Regions from separate parts of the Macaca mulatta genome. Here region 2 is linked to region 1. The links are chromatin contacts, called in public Hi-C maps. All regions are on one chromosome and are shown on one strand. The core of a region is the stretch at or near the end of the contact, and the rest is flanking DNA. Distances in the headings are between cores, read along the strand shown. Region 1 holds the start of GRIN2D (glutamate ionotropic receptor NMDA type subunit 2D). Region 2 holds the start of CYTH2 (cytohesin 2).

The links. Hi-C and Micro-C count contacts between places; a contact is called where the count stands out from the background.
Region 2: a Hi-C map of fetal cortex germinal zone shows a contact between it and region 1, with 2.0 times the contacts expected there. The contact joins the promoter of CYTH2 here to the promoter of GRIN2D in region 1. A contact is called at or near these places in 2 of 14 Hi-C or Micro-C datasets (cortical neurons and fetal cortex germinal zone).

Annotation. Positions count from the first base shown.
Region 1 is chr19:60,846,000-60,848,699 of T2T-MMU8v2.0, forward strand. GRIN2D (glutamate ionotropic receptor NMDA type subunit 2D) reads left to right here and starts at 1,433. Exons shown (of 14, transcript XM_015124463.3): 1 at 1,433-1,635; 2 at 2,417-2,695.
Region 2 is chr19:60,929,830-60,932,529 of T2T-MMU8v2.0, forward strand. CYTH2 (cytohesin 2) reads left to right here and starts at 1,258. Exons shown (of 12, transcript NM_001260891.1): 1 at 1,258-1,526; 2 at 2,349-2,496; 3 at 2,599-2,665. The coding sequence starts at 1,508. It overlaps LOC106994812 (a long non-coding RNA gene), which reads right to left and starts at 1,741. Exons shown (of 2, transcript XR_013410045.1): 1 at 1,012-1,741.

The sequences.
Region 1 (2,700 bases), core at 183-2,682:
CTCCCTCAGACCCAGGAGTCCAGACACCCAGCCCTCAGACCCAAGAGTCCAGGCCCCAGCCCCTCCTCCCTCAGACCCAAGAGTCCAGGCCCCCAGCCCCTCCTCCCTCAGACCCAGGAGTCCAGACCCCCAGCCCCTCCTCCCTCAGACCCAGGAGTCCAGACCCCCAGCCCCTCCTCCCTCAGACCCAGGAGTCCAGGGCCCCAGCCCCTCCTCCCTGAGACTCAGCAGTCCAGGGCCGCAGCCCTTTTCCCTCCTAGGATGCTGTTCTTTGGAACTTAGGGTCCCACCCCCACCATCTTATGGCTCAAGCTTCCTAACCTTAAGAATCTAGATCTACGGTTTCTTTCTCCCTGTACGACCCACACATTTAGGCCCTGATTCTCTTCTTTTTCAGGAATGTGCACCTCACTCTGCTCTCCCAGACCTTGAGGATGAAGGAAACAGGAACCCCACCCAGGAAGCTCAAGGCTGAAACTCTGACCCAAACTATCTCAGGAGCCCCTGGCCCTGGCTTCCTCCCTGCTCCAGAATTTCTGCCCTGCCCACACACACACACACCCTCTTCCACCCACAGAGGCCCAGCGGTCCTGCCCCATGCTCTACCCTAGAGCCGCACCGGTGGCTTTATAAAAGTGCCGGGCCCAGCCCCCTAGGAGGGGAATAGTGGGCATCTGGGTGTGGGACCCTCGGGGAACAGCCTGTGGTCTGGACTCCTGCGTCTACGAGGAGACAGATGCTGCTTCCCTTCTGGATGATGGGGTACCCACAGGTGATGGAGGCCAGGGTCCCTCAATAAAAGAAGGGGAGCAGGCATGTTGGTTTCTTCAGAGGGTTGGAAGGACTGGGTCCAAGGGGGACATCCACGAGTCTTGGGTCCCTGAAGGTGGCTTGTACTGGGGGAGAGTGGATGACAGAGTCCTTGAAAGAGACTCTGACTTGGAGGCGGGCCCCAAATCCCTGGGTCCCAGTGGAGAGGGGACTCCTGGGTCTGAGGGAGAAGGGACTGGGGGGCGGGACTCCTGGGTCCACGGCGGAGACCTGGTTTGCAGGCCTGGCCTTGTGGGGCAATAAAAGCCACAGATTGGGTCTTAGTATGGCGAACACTGAAGTCAGGGAAAGGCCTCCTGTTTCCAGAGCCTCAAGGCAGGGATGGGGCAGAAGGCAACAACCCCCAGACCTGAAGTCTAGCTCTGAAGCTGATGTCTCCATACCGGGTTCTGAGTCCCTGCTCAGTCCCCAACCCGACTTCTTCCTTCCGTTTTATTTTCAGCCCCTCACTCCCCTGTCCCAGGAGGAAGGCAGAGGCTGGTAGCCGGGGTGGGGGGCGGCCCCCTCCCCAAGCCTAGCAGGAGGAGGGGTCCCCAGGGAGGCCAGGAGGGGGGGCTGTGGGTCTCCCGGCAGTGGCGGACGGGGACTGAATGTTAATCGCATCCCGAGTGAGTGTGTGTGTGCGAGAACACAGCAAGTGTGTGAGTCCCTCCCGCTCCGGCTCCTCCAAGCAGCGGCCGCCGCCGCCACCCTCGCCCGCAGCCTCCCGCAGCCTCCCTCGGCCACCGGTGCCCTGCTGGGGGGTGTCGCCTGGGTGGGTCCGCCTGGCCCCCAGGGGTCTCTTGAGCGTCTGCCATCTGCCCGGTGAGGATCTGTATGTCCGGGTGTCTGAGGCTGGCTGGTGGAGGGGGGGTGTGTCTGTAAGCGCTGCGGCGGTGGAGGGAGGGAGGGGTCTGTCTGTCTATACCGACCCTGAGCCGCCTGCCTGGGTGTCATGGGGCCCCCACTCCTTCCCCCCGGCCCCCCCAAAGCCAGATGGATGGTGTGTACCTGGGTTCTGTGCCTCCTGCCTGCGTCCGGCCAGGCGTCTGGGCGTCCCCGGCTGCCTGTGTCCTCCTGTCTGTCCAAACAGCCCCTATTGGCAGTGGCAGCCTGGCCCCCATTAGACCCCCCACTCTGTGTGTGTGTGTCTGTGTGTGTCCCTCCTCAAGCTCTGGGGGTGTTGGGGAATCCCAGGGAAGTGAGGTCGTGCATGTGTGCGTGTGTGTGTTTCTGCCTGTGTTTGAGAGTGGGGGTATCTGGGGGGGTCTGGAGGTGGCCAAGCGAGGAAGGGAAAAGCAGTTCCCTAAGCAGGCAATCTCCCGCTCCTCACACACACACACACACTAGCCACCAGCTTCAGAGGTGACCCAGACAGACAGACAGACACAGACGCTGGAAGGGGGGGTGGGGGGGCTGAGGGCACAAAGCGGGGGTGCGAGTGAGCCAGGGAGAGGCGGGACTGGACACATGGAAAGGGGGGAGGAGCCGGGGCTGAAGCGGCAGAGGGGGGCACCCCGGGTGGGCGGAGGGGGGATCCCCACGGGGTCGGGGCAGCAAGAGGACACCCCGACAGCCTCCGCAATGTCCGGGGCCCAACTTCCAGAGCAACATGTGTAGCCACGTCCTCGCCTAGTCCAGGTGGCCGCAACCTTGGGGGAGAGACAGGGCAGGACAGGACCAAGGAAGAGGAAGGAGAGACGGAGCCAGGGACAGACAGGAGGTCTGGGCTGCCGCTGCTGCCGCCACCACCACTGCTGCCGCCCCGGGGCCTGCCCCCCGACATCGGCTCTCTGAGCCCTCCTCGGAATCTTGGGGTCACTGGACACCGGGTTCCGGTCCTGGCCCCCCCACCATCCCCCCAACAGAACAGGGTCATGAAAAGGTAAG
Region 2 (2,700 bases), core at 8-2,507, 84 kb after region 1:
TCCAGGCTGGGCAAAAGAGCAAAATTCAGTCTCAAAAAAAAAAAAAAAAAAAAAAAAAAAAGAAGGGCCATAGTATGAGAGGACAAGGGGGGACGTGAGGGGAGCCAGGGAGGAAGAAAAGGCTTCTGAGATGGGAGAAGGAATCAGAGAGGTGGGAGGACGCTGAGGAAAGGGGAGTTGTCTTAGCGGGAGGATGCTTGGGGAAGGGAGGAATCTTAGGAGGATGCTAAGCTAAGGGGAGAAGTTTGGAGAAATGAGGGAGGAGTCTGAGCGGCAGAAGGTACCAGGAAGGCTGAGCCTGTGCTTTCACGAAATTTGATCTTCCCCTCTTCCATTCTCCATGACCGATACCAGATAGCATAGCATTTAGAAAAAAGAGTAAATCTTGGCCAGGCGCGAAGGCTCACGCCTGTAATCCCAACACTTTGGGAGGTCAAGGTGGGTGAATCACTTTAGGTTAGGAATTTGAAACCAGCCTGGCCAACATGGTGAAACCCCGTCTCCATTAAAAATACAAAAATTAGCTGGGCGTGATGGTGCATGCCTGTAATCCCAGCTACTCGGGAGGTTGAGGCAGGAGAATCGCTTGAACCCGGAGGCGGAGGTTGCAGTGAACCGAGATCGCGCAACTGCACTCCAGCTTGGGCGACAGAGCAAGACTCTGTCTCAAAAAAAAAGAAAAAGAAAAAACCTTCCGAAGAAGTCTTTCGTTTCACCACTCCACGACTCCGAAGAGGCTGAGGGGGGTGGGGAGGGCATAGATGGTCGTAAGGAAAGGGTTTGGAGGTAAGAAGGGACTGAGAGGGGAAATACACGGAGAAGAAAAGCAAATAAAAAGGAGGCCGAAGGCTGCTCCCGGTTGCATGGCAACCTCTGCAGTCAGAAGCCAGCATGGCCTGCTAGGAGGTGTGGCTTACGGAAACAAGCCAGTTCTAGCCCCGCCTCCTGGCAACAAGATTAACCAAGTACCGCCCCCTAGCAACGGATTATTGGAGGCGGGGTTCGGTTTACCTAGTCTCCAAATGTCCAGGGCCTTTGAGCAGGCGCAGAGATGTCTGTACCGCGTAGGTCCGCCTCCGCGCAACACCTTTCTGGGGCTTCCCATTGGAGAGCAAGCCTGTCAAGTGCTTTCTGTTGTTTCGGAGGCGGGGCCTGCTGCCCTGCCTGCACTTCGATTGGCCCCGCGGGCCGTCTACCTCTGGCCGGACATACCGACATCAGCTTTTTGTACGACTGTTGGCCCTGGAAGACGATCCTTTGGTGGCGAGGGCGGGGAGGACTAAAGCGCCCACTGTGGATTGGACGGTGTCAAAAAGAGGGGCGGTCCCTACTGAAGGGGCGGTTGGGCGACCAAGGGAGAGTCTTTTCAGCGCTGAGGTCTGGCGCTGAGGAGGCGGCGGTGGCTCCCGGGGCGTTTGAGCGGGCTCACCCGAGCCCGCGGGCCAACGCGGATCCAGGCCCGACCGGCGGGACCGCCCCGGACTCCCCGCGGGCCTTCCTAGCCGCCATGGAGGACGGCGTCTATGGTAGGTCGGGGAGGGGCGGGGTCGGCTGGGAGCTGCTGGAGCGTTTTCTCCTGAACGTTCCGCCGCGAACGTTTCCCCCTGGAGGGCGCAGCCCAGAAGCTTTCGGCCCAGTAGTAGACTTGTCGCGCCGCTTTTGTGGGGCGCTGGACGGGCTTCCGGCGGGGCCCGAAAGCGGGGCGTTCCAGGCCATTGTTTGGGCTGATCCTGTTTCCGGTGGCGGCGGGAGGGGCGGGATGGAGCGGTGGAGGCGAGGCCGGGGCGGAACCATTCCCGCTGGAGGGGCGGGCAAGCCCAGCGTCTGCCGGGGCCGGGGAGGGGCGCTCGGGTTGCGGGGAGGGGAGAAATCTTGGGGGGCGGGGGCCTTCGATGTCCCGCCCCGTCTTCCCAACTCTCCCGAGCTGTCATCAGCTCCCGCGGCCGTAGTGACTGTTCATGGACCCAGGAGTCCGGATAACCAGGTCCCCAGCTACCTCGCCAGTAATGGAGTCAGAAAACCAAGGCCTCAGTCCCCTTCCAAGTAATGGACCTAGAAGCTCAGGCCCCCAACCCTTTCTTCCCTCACACCTAAGAGCTCAGGCACCTATTCCCCTTCTCCTTCAGACTCTGGAATCCGGGCCCCAAGTCCCCTCCTCCCCCCAGGACTCAAGAGTTTAGAGCCCCGGCCCTTCTCTGCACGGAGGAATCCAGGCCCCCAGCGCAGTCTTCTGTGCAGACATGGAAGGCCCTTATGCATCCTCTCCCAGCTCTGTCCGCCCCCAGATTGCAGGAATTCAGGCTCATGGTCCCCAGCACTGACTTTTAAACCGTGACCCCGACCCCTAGAACCCCCAGACCTGACTCCGGAGGAGCGGATGGAGCTGGAGAACATCCGGCGGCGGAAGCAGGAGCTGCTGGTGGAGATTCAGCGCCTGCGGGAGGAGCTCAGTGAAGCCATGAGCGAGGTGGAGGGGCTGGAGGCCAATGAGGGCAGGTGAGGGCTGGGGCGGGTGACCTGGGGGGCGTGGGGTTGACTGAGGCCAGGAATGCCCAGGCATTGACCCCCCATCCCCCACCCTGCTCTCTGCTCCTGCAGTAAGACCTTGCAGCGGAACCGGAAGATGGCAATGGGCAGGAAGAAGTTCAACATGGACCCCAAGAAGGTGCTTGGGGCCACAGGACTGGGATCCGCTGGGCA